Linked DNA regions of Pan troglodytes: region 1 is linked to region 2. The links are chromatin contacts, called in public Hi-C maps. All regions are on one chromosome and are shown on one strand. The core of a region is the stretch at or near the end of the contact, and the rest is flanking DNA. Distances in the headings are between cores, read along the strand shown.

What was found. A called contact is a pair of places that touch in the nucleus more often than the background predicts.
Region 1: a contact with region 2 is called in a Hi-C map of stem cell-derived neural progenitor cells, with 3 times the contacts expected there. The contact joins the enhancer-like site here to the promoter of GJA1 in region 2. A contact is called at or near these places in 1 of 7 Hi-C or Micro-C datasets (stem cell-derived neural progenitor cells) and 1 of 1 other capture datasets (stem cell-derived neural stem cells).

The regions. Positions count from the first base shown.
Region 1 is chr5:133,391,958-133,398,484 of NHGRI_mPanTro3-v2.0_pri, reverse strand. No RefSeq gene overlaps it. Among named protein-coding and RNA genes, the nearest start is that of GJA1, 83 kb to the right of the region's middle. Within about 2 kb of position 1,859, at least 2 of the 24 cell types and tissues checked have an H3K27ac peak or open chromatin away from gene starts, as enhancers often do. A contact at or near this core is called in stem cell-derived neural progenitor cells, where this site is marked.
Region 2 is chr5:133,306,776-133,313,721 of NHGRI_mPanTro3-v2.0_pri, reverse strand. GJA1 (gap junction protein alpha 1) reads right to left here and starts at 1,833. Exons shown (of 2, transcript XM_001164338.4): 1 at 1,596-1,833.

The DNA of each region.
Region 1 (6,527 bases), core at 610-3,109, 85 kb before region 2:
GGTGATTCATCTGTACCCGTTTGAAGGATCCAGGGAGAGAGGTATCCTGGTGAAGACAGGGCAGGGAGCTATTTTTTAAATCCCAACTTTGTCAAAGCTCAACTGCTACCTTACAAAGGCCATTAAACTTTCTCATCAGTTTCTTCAGGAGCAAAATGAGAATCACCCTAGTATTATAATAGTTAATTTTGTTTTCTTTTACAAAGTGTTTTGAAAATGAGCAGTTGTATTTGTTTTGCTTAGCAGTTTAAATTAATGGGGTCAGAGATATGAATATGACACATCCTGTGTTTGGTGGCTACTAGTTTTTCTTGCTTTGCTTATCTTACTGTTTACACGTTCAAATTCATCCCTTCTCATTGATAGCTATCTTCAGTTGACTTTACTTTTGGTATTTAAACTCAAAATATTTTTACTGAAAAAACAAGATAGACTTTGAGAAGTTTGTTCTAGTCATCTGCCACTAGGCAGATTGTTATTTCAATCATCCAGCAAAACTGATTTCATGTCTTATAATTCCATCCAATTATCAGAAATCAATTAAGCTGGGCATGGTGGCCCATGCTTGTAGCCCTAGCTACTGAGGAGGCTGAGGCGGGAGGATCACTTGAGCCCAGGAGACATAGGCTGCAGTGAGCCATGACTGTGCAATGGCACTCCAGCCTGGGTAACAGAAAAACACCCTGTCTCAAAAAAAAAAAAAAAAAAAAAAAAAGCACATTAAATTTGAAAATCTGAGAATCAAATAGAAAGCAAGCTATTTGATTGCTTGGTAGTTTTATAATTTTATCTGTCAATTTGGCTAGGCTATTATACCCAGACATTTAGTCAAACACTAGACTAGATGTTGCTGTGAAGGTATTTTTAGATATACTTAACATTTAAATCAGTAGACTTTAAGAAAACCTGATTACCCTCTGTAATGTGTGTGGGCTTCATCTAATTAGTCAAAGACCTTAAGAGAAAAAACTGAGGTCCCCTGGAAAAGAAGGAATTCTGCCTCCAGGCAGTCTTTAGACTCACAACTGCCACATCAACTCTTCTGTGGGTTTTCGGTCGGCTAGTCTGCCCTGCAGATTTTAGAATGTGCCAGCACACACAGTGGCATAAGCCAATTTTTAAAAAGAAAGCCCTCTCTTTCTCTGTCTATATACAGCCTATTAATTTTGTTTTTCTGGAGAATATTAATTCGCCTGCCTTTTTCTCTTTTAATTTTAACTTGAGTTTCTTCCTTGGCCTTTGCTTCATGGATCCCTCTACACACCTTCCTGGGTGACGCTGATTGAATCCATCAGTAGTCAAGGAATGCAGACACAAGAGAATGAGAGTGAATAGCAAAACAAAGAGTTGAGGAAATGAAATAGAATTGTGCTCATGCCCTGGCTATGTTTATACAAGGGCATTCCATGCATTGCCATCCAAAAAGGAAAGGAAAAAGTGAATTTGACATACTCAGGCGGTGAGGTCTGTGCAATTAACAACAAAGTTGAGTTGAATGCTGAGAAGAAACCATTGAAACTCACGAAATCACTTGAGTTTTGTTGTTGCTGTTAGTCATAGACTTTCTCAAAGTTCCAATGTGATCTTGAATCACAAACATCATTTATTTACTGATTAGCCAATGCCAAATCAACTTTAGCCCTCCCTGCAAGGAGGCTGATACACCAGTAGTCTCCCTCATTGGCAGTGTAGCTCTATCAGCTTAACATAGGCCAATTCCTCTTGCACAACAACTCTTCTCTCTGGCTAATTGATTTAAAAAGTGGCACACTAAGAAGCCCATAAGTATCAAGAGGCCAGGAGCTCACTGCTGTTCAGGGAAACGGTACCTACTGCATAAACATTCTTTCATGGTTGCTCTGGACAATGACGCTGAGACTTAATTTCACAGAAAGCCACACAAGACCAGAACTGAACTGGACGCTGAGGATCAAAGACCTAAAAATGTGCAGTTCTTAAAATCTCCAGAGTGGTCCAGAGAGTATCAAATGAGCATTGTGTCTGGACATTGCAAAACTTCCCTCCATTACCCAGTTGATTTGAACCTTGTACGGCACGTCAAGTAAGGGGCAGCCAATACCGTTATATTGAGTAGTGAAGTTTCCTTAAGTTAACCCTTTTGTATTCATGTACATATTTGTGTAAACTAATGATAAAGCCAACTCGGCTTTGGCATAAAAGGAGTCTAGTATTTAACCTGGGCTTGAAGTTGATTGCTAGAGAAAGAGTCAATTATACTTATCCCAACTATTCTCAAAGTTCATTTTGAAAACATTTTTGAATACACAGAAAAGAGTGTTTAACTCACGCTTCCTATTTCTCATCCCTCTAAGAGGATAGGAAAAGATAGTAATTACATTTTTGAGCATATATTATGTACCAGGTATGTTTATAATCTCTCTTTATTCTCACAACTTTTTGTTAAATTAGTGCTGTCTACATTTTATGGGTGACCAACTTGAAGGCCCAGGAGTTTTAGTAATTTGCCTACTCCACATAATATGCAGGCTGGCATAGTCAAAATGCTGCTCCTGTTTTTTTTCTTTAATAAATCCAAAAAGAAAAAGAAGATGAAGTAATGATTTCTTTAATCCTCGGCTTATTGATAAATGATTTATATGTCATTTATATATCACATTCTGTCTCACAATAGGCAAAATATGTGGACTTCAATTGAATATTTTTTCCAGCAAAAATAGAATATATTCTCACATGTCATGAATAAAATTGAAATAAACATGACAGTTTTGGGTTTGGATAAAATATAACATATTTTTTAAAGAGTACACATTTGTTCCAAATGTTTTCTGAGAACTGTTATACTGTTCGCTGATGCACATGATGACGGGAGCACCATTTGGAGGAAATGATTTATTAGCACACTCTACTCATATGTATGTATGAACATTCTGTCTGTCAGATTCTAATCCACTGTCAGCAACATGAGACCTCTGAGCTGTTACTCCAGAAATAAAGATGTGATCACCTTGAATCAATTAAACTTCCACTTCGTTCTTATTGTGATCAATAGAAAATATTTCAAATATACCTGATAGGATTAATTTTCTCTAACCAAGACTAATGAGTCACTATAGGGATAGCGTATTTCTCATATCATATGCAATATTAATAATAATGATGATGATCCTACTTAGCAAGGATCACGCAGCTGGTTAAATGGTAGAAAATAATTTCTGGCTGGGCACAGTGGCTCACACCTACAATCCCAGCATTTTTTGAGGCCGAAGTGGGAGGATTGCTTGAGGCCAGGAGTTTGAGAGCAGCCTGGGCAACATAGCAAGACCCTGTCTCTACAAACAACAGAAAGATTTTCCAGGCATGGTGGCGCACACCTGTAGTCTCAGCTACTCAGGAAGCTGAGATGGGAGGATTGCTTGAGCCCGGGAAGTTGGGATGCAGTGAACCGTGATAGCGCCACTGCATGCCAGCCTGGGTGACAGAGCGAGATCCTGTCTAAAAAAAAAAAGAAAAGAAAAAAAGTAAATTCTAACTCAGGTCTGCCATACCAGAACTTGGGCTATTGACTGCCAGTAATCTACTCTCAAATACATCCTTTTAAAATTTAATACGCAGTCAAATTGCATACTTAAGAACTATGCTATTTTTATAACAGTAAAGTCTGAATATGATACATACACATTTCGAATGATGTTGACAATATACCTTACCATATTCCTTCGATTATAATAAAGCACTTTTTTTCAGACGTTAACATCTCTGAAGTCGGGGTGCATCTCAGCTTTGTGTTCTAATCGAACTGACACTGTTTTCTTTTCCTTTATAGAGGTAACTAAAATAATGGTATGACTTACAATGTATGGCATCTTAGATTTCATTAAATGTAGTAAACTAAAATTCAATTTTTTTTTCCTCACAGACTTTAAGACTTTTTTTTTTCCTCTGTCACCCAGGTTGGAGTGCAGTGACACTATCATTGTTCACTGAAAGCTTGAATTTCTGGGCTCCCTCCCACTTCAGCCTGCAAGAGCTGGGACTACAGGCACATGCCACCACTTCCAGCTCTTTTTTTAAATTTTTTGTAGAGGCAGGGTCTTGCCATGTTTGCCCCAGCTGGACTCAAACTCCTGGGCTTAAGTAAAACCTTTCAAAGTGCTGGGATTATAGGTGTGAGCCACTGCTCCCAGCCTAATATATTTAATATATTTTATCACTCAAAAATGTTTATGATATATATGATAATGTATATTTTCAGGTACATGAACATATATTATCAGGTACATTATCATATATATCCTCATAGAAATATCCTGTGATCTATATAATGCTGGCATTATTATTACCCCATTTCACAAATAAGGAGACTAAAACTCAGAAAGACTAAGTGATTCATCCAAAGTTTTATAATTAGTAGTTATAGGCTGGCCACAATGGCTCATGCCTGTAATCCTAGCACTTTGGGAGGCTGAGGTGAGCGGATCACCTGAGGTCAGGAGTTCAAGACCAGCCTGGCCAACATGGTGAAACCCCATCTCTACTAAAAATACAAAAATTAGCCGTGCGTGGTGGCTCATGCCTGTAGTCCCAGCTACTCGGAAGGCCGAGGCAGGAGAATCACTTGAACCCGGGAGGCGGAGGTTGCAGTGAGCCAAGGTCATGCCACTGCACTCCAGCCTAGGCAAAAAGAGTGAAACCTCATCTCAAAAAAAATAAAAATAAAGTAATTATGGGGCTATGTAAGAACCAAAACCAATCTTTGAGCTCAATGGTGCCTTTCTCAAGTGACACATTGTGCATTTATAATCTAGTAAAATATTTCTAGCTCACACATTTATAATGCTTTTTTAAAGGACTTGATAGAGCTTACATATTAAATTCAAAACTCCACCAGTGCCATTATTGTGCTCTTAAAGAGAGGTACAATGGCCTTGGCCCAGTTAGGACCTGTTCTGATAGATATTACCGGGAAGCAGGTAGCGTCACTATATTTTTAAAATACAAACCAAAGGGAAAGAACCTTGTGTAAAGAAATTTTCCTAAATTTGGTGATTAATTCTGGCTGCCAGGATTTTAAAATTAGGAAAAGAAATTGTGAAAGCTGATTGAGAGAGGGAGCTGATTGAGAGAGTCCTGGATTCTTACCTTGAGTTTATGGCCACTCAGTTTTCAACTTAAGATTCAAAAGCATTTTCTTCATTTGTGTTTGTAAACATGAAAGAAATTATATGAATACATATCTGCTTTCTCCCATCCAAATAGATTTTGAAGGGAAATGAGATTACATATACAAGTGCTTTTAGCTACTCAGGATATCGTAAGAATAAATCAATTATCCAATTCTCTTCACCTTTTTTTTTTTGAGACAGTCTCAATCCGTCACTCAGGCTGGAGAGCAGTGACACGATCTTGGCCCACTGCAACTTCCACCTCCTGGGTTCAAGTGATTCTCCTGCCTCAGCCTCTTGAGTAGCTGGTACCACAGGCACGTGCAGCCAGGCCCAGATAATTTTATTATTTTGTGTAGAGAGGGGGTTTCACCATAGTGCCCAGGCTTGTCTCAAAATCCTGAGCTCAAGCGATCCTCCCGCCTTGGCCTCTCAAAGTGCTGAGATTAAGGTGTGAGCCACAGTGCCCAGCCAAGAGTCATTATTATAGCAAAGTACTTAAACCTCAAAAAACATCTAAGTGCCCATCACTGTTTGGAAAATGAGTATTTGAATTAATCAGCTTTTGTTTGTGTTTGAGTTTTTAGGGATTTCAGTTATTGCTTGGCTTCTATTACCTAAAGGAGTCAGAACACAGCCAACCCTGCATGCATGCTCATGAATCAAGATGTAGTGAGATAGGTCAAGCGGTGGCTCACTCCTGCAATCCCAGCACTTTGGGAGGCCGAGGGGAATGAATCACCTGAGGTCAGGAGTTCTGGACCAGCCTGGCCAACATAGCAAAAACCTGTCTCTACTGAAAAAAAAAATAATAATAATACAAAAATTAGCCAGGCATGGTAGTGGAGACCTGTAATCCCAGCTACTCGGAAGGCTGAGGCAGGATAATTGCTTGAACCCAGGAGATGGAGATTGCAGTGAGCCAAGGTCATGCCACTGCACTCCAGCCTGGACATCACAGTGAGACTCTGCCTCAAAAAAAAAAAAAAAAAAAAATGCAGTGAGAGGTTCAGAGACTCCATTCTACACTTGCCCATTTCCCACAGTCACCCTATATTTATGCGTATGTAGCAGAAGATGCCTAAAACCACACTTGCTGTCTGAGATACTTTCCCTAGAGATCCTGCTACAGTTCTACTCAGTGTGTCACTGAAGTAGTCATTTCATGTGTTGCCTAAGCCACAAATAATCTTTTTTTATCAAAGTAAGTATGCAAAGTTAAGAACAATAGATGCCTTTATCTGTGATACCACCAAAGATAAATATAATTCCTCTATATTGTAAGCTTTCAGGCTATCCTGTTGAATTTTTTTCCCAAGGAAAGTGATAAAACCTCTTAAGTCATTAAAATCTTGACTAGACAAAACAAATTGAATCACATGG
Region 2 (6,946 bases), core at 584-3,083:
ACGCGGAGATAGTGGGATTCAGCAAGTTTAAGAGGAAAAAAAAAAAAAAAAAAAAAAAAGGGCTGGTGTGAGAGGGATGGGAAATTAGATTGACAACTTTAATTAAATCAACCATTTGTTCTTCTACCATTTGGCACCCAGCCCATCTCTCCTCCTATCCCTCCCACCCCGCACCCCGGGTTCCTTTGCAGTGACGAACTCGGACCTGAGCTCGATTTGACTTGTGAGGATTTGGGGGAAACGTCCCAAAACCGAGCTGGTTCGGGCAGCGAAGGCGCGGGAAGGATCCCGGCAGACGCTAAGATGGCAGGAGGCGCCCCGCGTCCGTCCGGCCCACGGCCTCCGCAAAGCTTTCATTTTTATTTGCTTTTCAGCATTCACTGGTGCAAATACTTCCACTGCAGGGTCACGTCAAGAATCTAAACTAATTATTTTAGTTTGTAGATTTACACAGAACAGAAAATCTTTACCGGGCACAAAAATGCATGGCTGCATTTCTGATGAACAGAATGGGTGTTACCAATAAAAGTATTTTAAAAATTGAACGCTTTTAAACAACGTATTAGCGTTATCTTTGCCCTAGGAGCTCCAACTCCAAAGAACTGCCCCAGAGTTCTGAATTCTGTTACAGGTTCGAGCAGAGGGAAGGTGCGGGGCGGCGGGTGTTGGCGGGGGGAGCTCCCAAAGCGCTGTTTAAGAAAGTTTTTTTCCTGCTCTTTCTAGGAGCTCCTGTTTTAGGAGACGGTTTTGGAAAAGCACCCTGGCATACACTCTTTTTTAAACGTCTGATCTCTAATGCTCTGTAACTAACCACCACCCATTCAAGAGATTTCATCTCCTAAACTGCCAACGTGGTCGAGTAAAAGCTGTCTCTCCTGGGGGTCTCAAATCTTTCCATAGCGGTTGCTAACACAAAGTAACAATTTACTGTTGATTTTTAAAGCATAATATTAATACTCTTGAATTTTATACCTTTTTGTTTAATGGGGAAAATTCTAGGAAGGAACCACGTGGAAGTCAAGTAACCACGATGTTTTAACAAAGCACTTTGTCACAAAAGAAGTTGGCTTTGCAAAGCTATAGAACATCAATCAAGATTTCCATATGAAAAAAGCACTTTATTCTATGAAGTGTAGAATACTATAGGAAGCACGCTAAGCAAATTTGCACTTTGATTTTTCCGATGTAGTCAGTCAAATCCCCCAACCCAGGCGCCTAACCGCCCCCCCCCCCCCGCCACCCAACAAATGATAGCACCTAGACTATTCCTGATTACAAAAAAAGACAAAAACAAAATAAAATGATACTCTAAAATGAAAAACCGAACATCCAGTAAACTAATCCTTTATTCTAATCGGAAAGGTTTGAACCTTTTCACCTGTTGCAATGTTAATAGAAACTTTTTTAACAGTCAAAATATATATTTGGTACAATAAATTTTAACTTTAAAACTATAGAAACACTTTCAAATCCATCAATCCATTTACAGTATCATAATTCAAAATTACATTTAACACATTTTAAAACTTTAGAAAAGTTTTACTTGTAGAAAAAGAAACTAATAGGTAACGTGTTCTCATTTTTTAAAAACTTACTCTTTTGCTTAAAAGTAGTGAAGTCACGCCAAGTGATTGAACTCCTTGGAGGATGAAGTAAAATGAAAAGGCAAGTTCAGGCACTCAGACCTGTCTATTTAAAGTTTAAAACTCCGCTGCTGTTTGGTACTTTCCTCACGCCTTCCCCCTAATGAAAGAAAAGTGCTGATACCTCGTAAAAGCTTTTTTGTAACTTGGAGCACAGAGCTTTTAAAAGTTTCAAGCCACTGACCCAACTGGGAGGAGGGGCTAGAAGAAAGGGGAGGGCAAAGGGAAAGGCTGGGAGGAGGTAGGGAGGAGGCTGGTAAATGTGGAAGGGCTGGGGGGAGAAGAGGCAAAGAGCAGCAGTGGGATCAGGATAAAGTTGTAGTTTAAATTTGCTGATGAGGAAAAATAAAAAAGCATTAGGGACATGAACGCCTCTACTTGGAGTTGCTCCTCACACATAAGAATCATTGATTACAGTGCTTGCTTCACCAGAAGACCGGGGATAATGGGGGGAAAAGGTGTATATTTTTATTACAACATTGTCTAAAATTTTTAAAGTAGCTTACAATAAATAAAAATGGTGGGGAAGCATATAACCAGTTCAAGCTTGTTTCACATTGACCAAGGTGTGTGAAGTTAGAGGTAGGTGTGAGTGACCTGTTTGATGATCTAATTCCCTTCCTTTAAATGTAAGCAAGGACAATTAACAAAGGGAATGGTGGAGATGGGAGAGAGACATTTCAAAAATTGACATAGATGAAGAAAAGTCCATACCCAATCCATCTTTCAACCCCTTGACTGCTTTGAATTTTTACTTTCTTTCAGTTTAGCAAAAGGCTGTGTGTGTATATACATTTTTTACATATATAGCATGTTTTGTTTGCCTATGAAATCTTGATATCTGACCTCTACCATGTCTCCAGAAATATTAAGGCCCTATTTATGCCAAGACACTAAAACCCAAATCTGTAGTGAAATGTGAGGATTTTAAAAATACAGACTATGGTTGCATTAAGTAGGTTCCCAAACTATTCAGCCCTCCTTAAAATCAGTTCCCCCTCTCAAGCCCACTAGAGAGTTTTCTGCCCAACGACAGTAAAGCTGGGCATATCATCTTTATGTGCTTCCCTATCCCCTTCCAAATGCTCTCCCTCTTCAGGGCTCTGCATTAGGGTTTATAATGGCCTGAGTCATGTGGCCTCAATCTTAGAGCAGGCAGCTCCTCTGAGGGCTTCCCAAATGCCATAACACAGTGTTGTGGTAGGACAATTCCTCATAAACAGGCTTCAGTGATGCTCCTGAGGTTGGACAGGAAATTTCTTGGCCAGTATTCTCTGGAGGGAAAGCAAACTCATCTGGCCTTCCTATTCCTAACACTTTTCTCACTCAGGCAAATACCAGAAAAAAGAAGGATGCCAAATATATTCTGGTAGACACCGTTCCCTAATTAAACTTTCACTGAAATGACTAATATAACATCTTTTGAAATGTTGCAGGTTTTTTTTTTTTCTTTTCTGAGACGGAGTTTCGCTCTTGTTGCCCAAACTAGAGTGCAGTGGCGCGATCTCTGCTCACCGCAACCTCCGCCTTCCGGCTTCAAGTGATTCTCCTGCCTCAGCCTCCTGGGTGGCTGGGATTACAGGCCTCCGCCTCCCAAAGTGCTGGGATTACAGGCGTGAGCCGCCGCGCTGGGCCCAAATGTTGCAATTTTAAGGAACAATTTTGCTTTTACTTGTTGGCTATCCTATTTCCAAGAGTACATTTTTCTTTAAATTAAGAAAGGGGAAAAAAAATCTTCTGGAAGTAGAAATTGTAACCTGACTTTCGAGTCTTCAGGTTCAGCAACCTATAAATGTTGTTTTGGTCTTGTATTTATATTGTTCTTTAAATAAATCTATTGTTTTGTCTTAACTAAAAATTATTTCATTGGACTTAGAACACATTCATGAAAATGATTTATTCTTTTTATCGTAAGAAAATACATTTCTTCTTTTCAAAAAAGTATGCTTCGTTTAATTTACATAACAATTTATTTTTGTAAAATTATTTATCAACTACAATTATAAAAAACATTACCATGATGCTAATTCAGAATAAGTTACATGAAAGAAAAGTTGTCATTGACTGTTTTATAATAGGATTTTTAAAGCAAAAAAAATTGTGTTTATTTCCGTTATGTTTTGTTAGGTCTATAGATGAATGTTGATGTTTAAATATTCTTGTAAAGTATTCTTTTCTTTTTAATCTATTACCTATGTGACCAATTGGAAATAGAGCTAAAGAACTTCCTTATAACAAGTTAAATTATTCATGGATATCACTTGAACTATTTTCTGAGCCAAAGGGATTACTCATAGCATGAGCCAGTAATTAATTACTTCTCTTAATACATGAACGTACTATGTCTTTTCTTTCTAAAATCATTTTTCCATGATCATTGATACAAGATCTCAACATGATTTCATGAAAATATTGATAAGACATTCTGAAGAAGCTTCTCTTCTTTTGGGATAATGGCACTGAAATGCAATGCTATGAGTAATCATGTGCAAGACAAACTAGGTTTTGCAAAAGGCCCCACAGTTTTCTCTCATGGGCAACTAACAGGGTCTCTAAATGACAGGTAGCAACTTCTATTATAACTCATACTCTAGCAGTGTTGGTGAGTTATATTTTTATCAATAGCAAAATTGTTCAAAAGTATCTCACTTATCTGACCTTAGAAGCTTGTCTCCATTGGAATGTTTTGCAAAAATTGTGGAATAGTTTTTTTTTTTTAAATGTGTTTTTCTCATATTCTCAGAAATGTCAATGCCATTTCTTTAATATAAACACTGACTTCCTAGAACTGTGTCTTCTCTGATTGCCAGACCTTGTCTATGTAGAAGAAATGGATGCAGCCTGATTAACACTGCTCTTTGGAGAACTAGAAACAGTTATTTACAGTTTCTGTCGTCTGCAGGGCTTCTTTAGGCCAAATGACCTGCCAGGCCTTTGATTCTGTTTTCTCCATGTAGCTATATATATTTTGCAAAATGCACATTGTTGGCACAATGGAGGGTAAGTTTTTTTCAGAATTGTGAGAAATATTTCTTAATATGAGAACCAACTCCTTTTTTGGATTTTTACCTTTGTTTCAAAATAGGAATTTCTGAAATTTTAAGAAATGAATGGAGTGATTTTTAAGGCCTTTAAATGCCTATCCCACATAAACTCTGATGGATTACTTTCACCTCATTGAGTAGCATAAACGTTCAAAAATAATTGGTGGCTCCGGATTAGACTTGTAAGAAGAGTATTGTAATGGGAGAGCAGTAAGCTATAGGAACTTGAAAGGCAATACTAGCAGAAAGAAAGGAAAGGAAGGTAGAATTACCATAACTTGATGATGGATGAATGGGAAGACAAGGAAGAGGAGGCTGTGGAAACCGATTTTTGGAGTTTTGATTGGGAAAATATTACTAACACAAAAAAAGGAAGCTCGGGGAGGGACTGACCTGCTGAAAGAGATACAAAGATTTGTTTGAAATATTTTGGTATGAAGAACTGAAATATCTAGGTAAAGACCGATGATGACAATTTAAAACAGGAGCTGTGGCGTTCACTTTAAAATTGTTATGGCGGGGCACAGTGGCTCATGCTTGTAATCCCAGCACTTTGGGTGGCCAAGGCGGGCAGATCACCTGAGGTCAGGCGTTCGAGACCAGCCTGACCAACATGGAAAAACCCCGTCTCTGCTAAAAATACAAAAATTAGCTGGGGGTGGTGGCACACACCTGTAGTCCCAGCCTCCCGGGAGGCTGAGGCACGAGAATTGCTTGAACCTGAAAGGTAGAGGTTGCAGTGAGCCAAGATAACACCAATGCACTACAACTGGGCAACAGAGTGAGATTCAGTCTCAAAGAAAAAAAAAATTGTTATAAGATTTGTGATTGGGAAGACACAGTGGTTCAACTCTGTAATCCCAGCACTTGGGAGGCTGAGGTGGGATGACAACTTGAACCCAAGAGTTCAAGACCACCCTGGGCAACATAGGGAGACCCTGTGTCTACAACAAATAAAAAGGTTATTTAGGCATAGTGGCAGGCCTCTGTAGTCCCAACTACTAGGAGGCTGAGGTGGGAGGATCTGAAAAAAAAAAAAGAAAGAAAGAAAAAAAAGATTTGTAATTAGAAGCCACAGGTACAGATGAAATTACTAAGAGATGGGATATAGGCAGTGTACCAAAAAGCACGCACACAGCCTTGGTGGATTTCCTCATTTAATGCAGACAAAAAGAATGAAAAAAGAGGCAGGGTAACATCTGGGAAAGGGAAAGGTATTTAAAATAGCTACAGGTGGGCTTATTTGTGGGAAAATATTACTTGTGCACTGGAGGAGTAGTTAACTTTGAAAGGACAGCTGCTCCTTTAAAAAGAGAATGAGTGCAACATAAAGAAAATGTTTTCAGACAGTATAGGCCGCAGGAAACTAGGGTTTGAAGGTATTTTCTCAAAGTAGGTAAGGTTATCAGCTGGCTGAGATGAAAGTAAGTGAAGAAGAATCAGAAAATTTGCAATCCCTCTGGGGCAATTCAAGGCATTTGTAGAAGAATAGAAAGACTATCTGAGACTAGGCGGGTGTAGGTTGATTTTGTAATGAGATAAGATGGCATTATCTTACAGATTTCCTCTCCTTAGCATCAGAATAATCCTTTCTATGCACCAAATTTCCATTTTAACTAACGTTTACCAGACAGCGAGAAAGAAGTAAAAGTTAATTTGGAAGTCATAAGTTTGAAAGTTTAGAAATGCTCTACCCAAATTGGTAAAACTAGCCAGAAAATGTGTTCTTTATGTGACTGTTGGTCAATTACATTCCTTTCAGAGCAGTGAAGATTTCTCATCGTATTACCACTTGTGCTGGTATCCCTTTTTCAAAAGATAAGTTTCTGGGGTCCGTCAATTCGCTTCATAACCCTGAAGTATTCAACTTAACTGAAAACGTCTTTCCCATTTACTTAGCATTCTATCATCCTTGAAAAATGTTTAAGGATCAAAGATTGATTTGACCTGTGTAAAATTTCAACTCATTTTTGTAGCCCACATTTACCTCCAAGCGAATCTTATGTAAACCAAACTATACAAAAAGGTATTTGTAAAGGGAAGAATTTGTTTTGCTTTGTTGAGTGGGAAAGAATTCCAGCCAGTGGATAAATATGTCTTTGGCTCCACCTTCTGTGCAGAGTGAAAATGAACATTGCAAGGAGAAACTGGTAAATCATTTACTATTTCATGTTTATTTGTTTAATTTTACCTTTTCAATGAAGCTTGGTTAATTTTTTATGATCACTTGTGAATTCATTCATTCAGTAAATATTTATT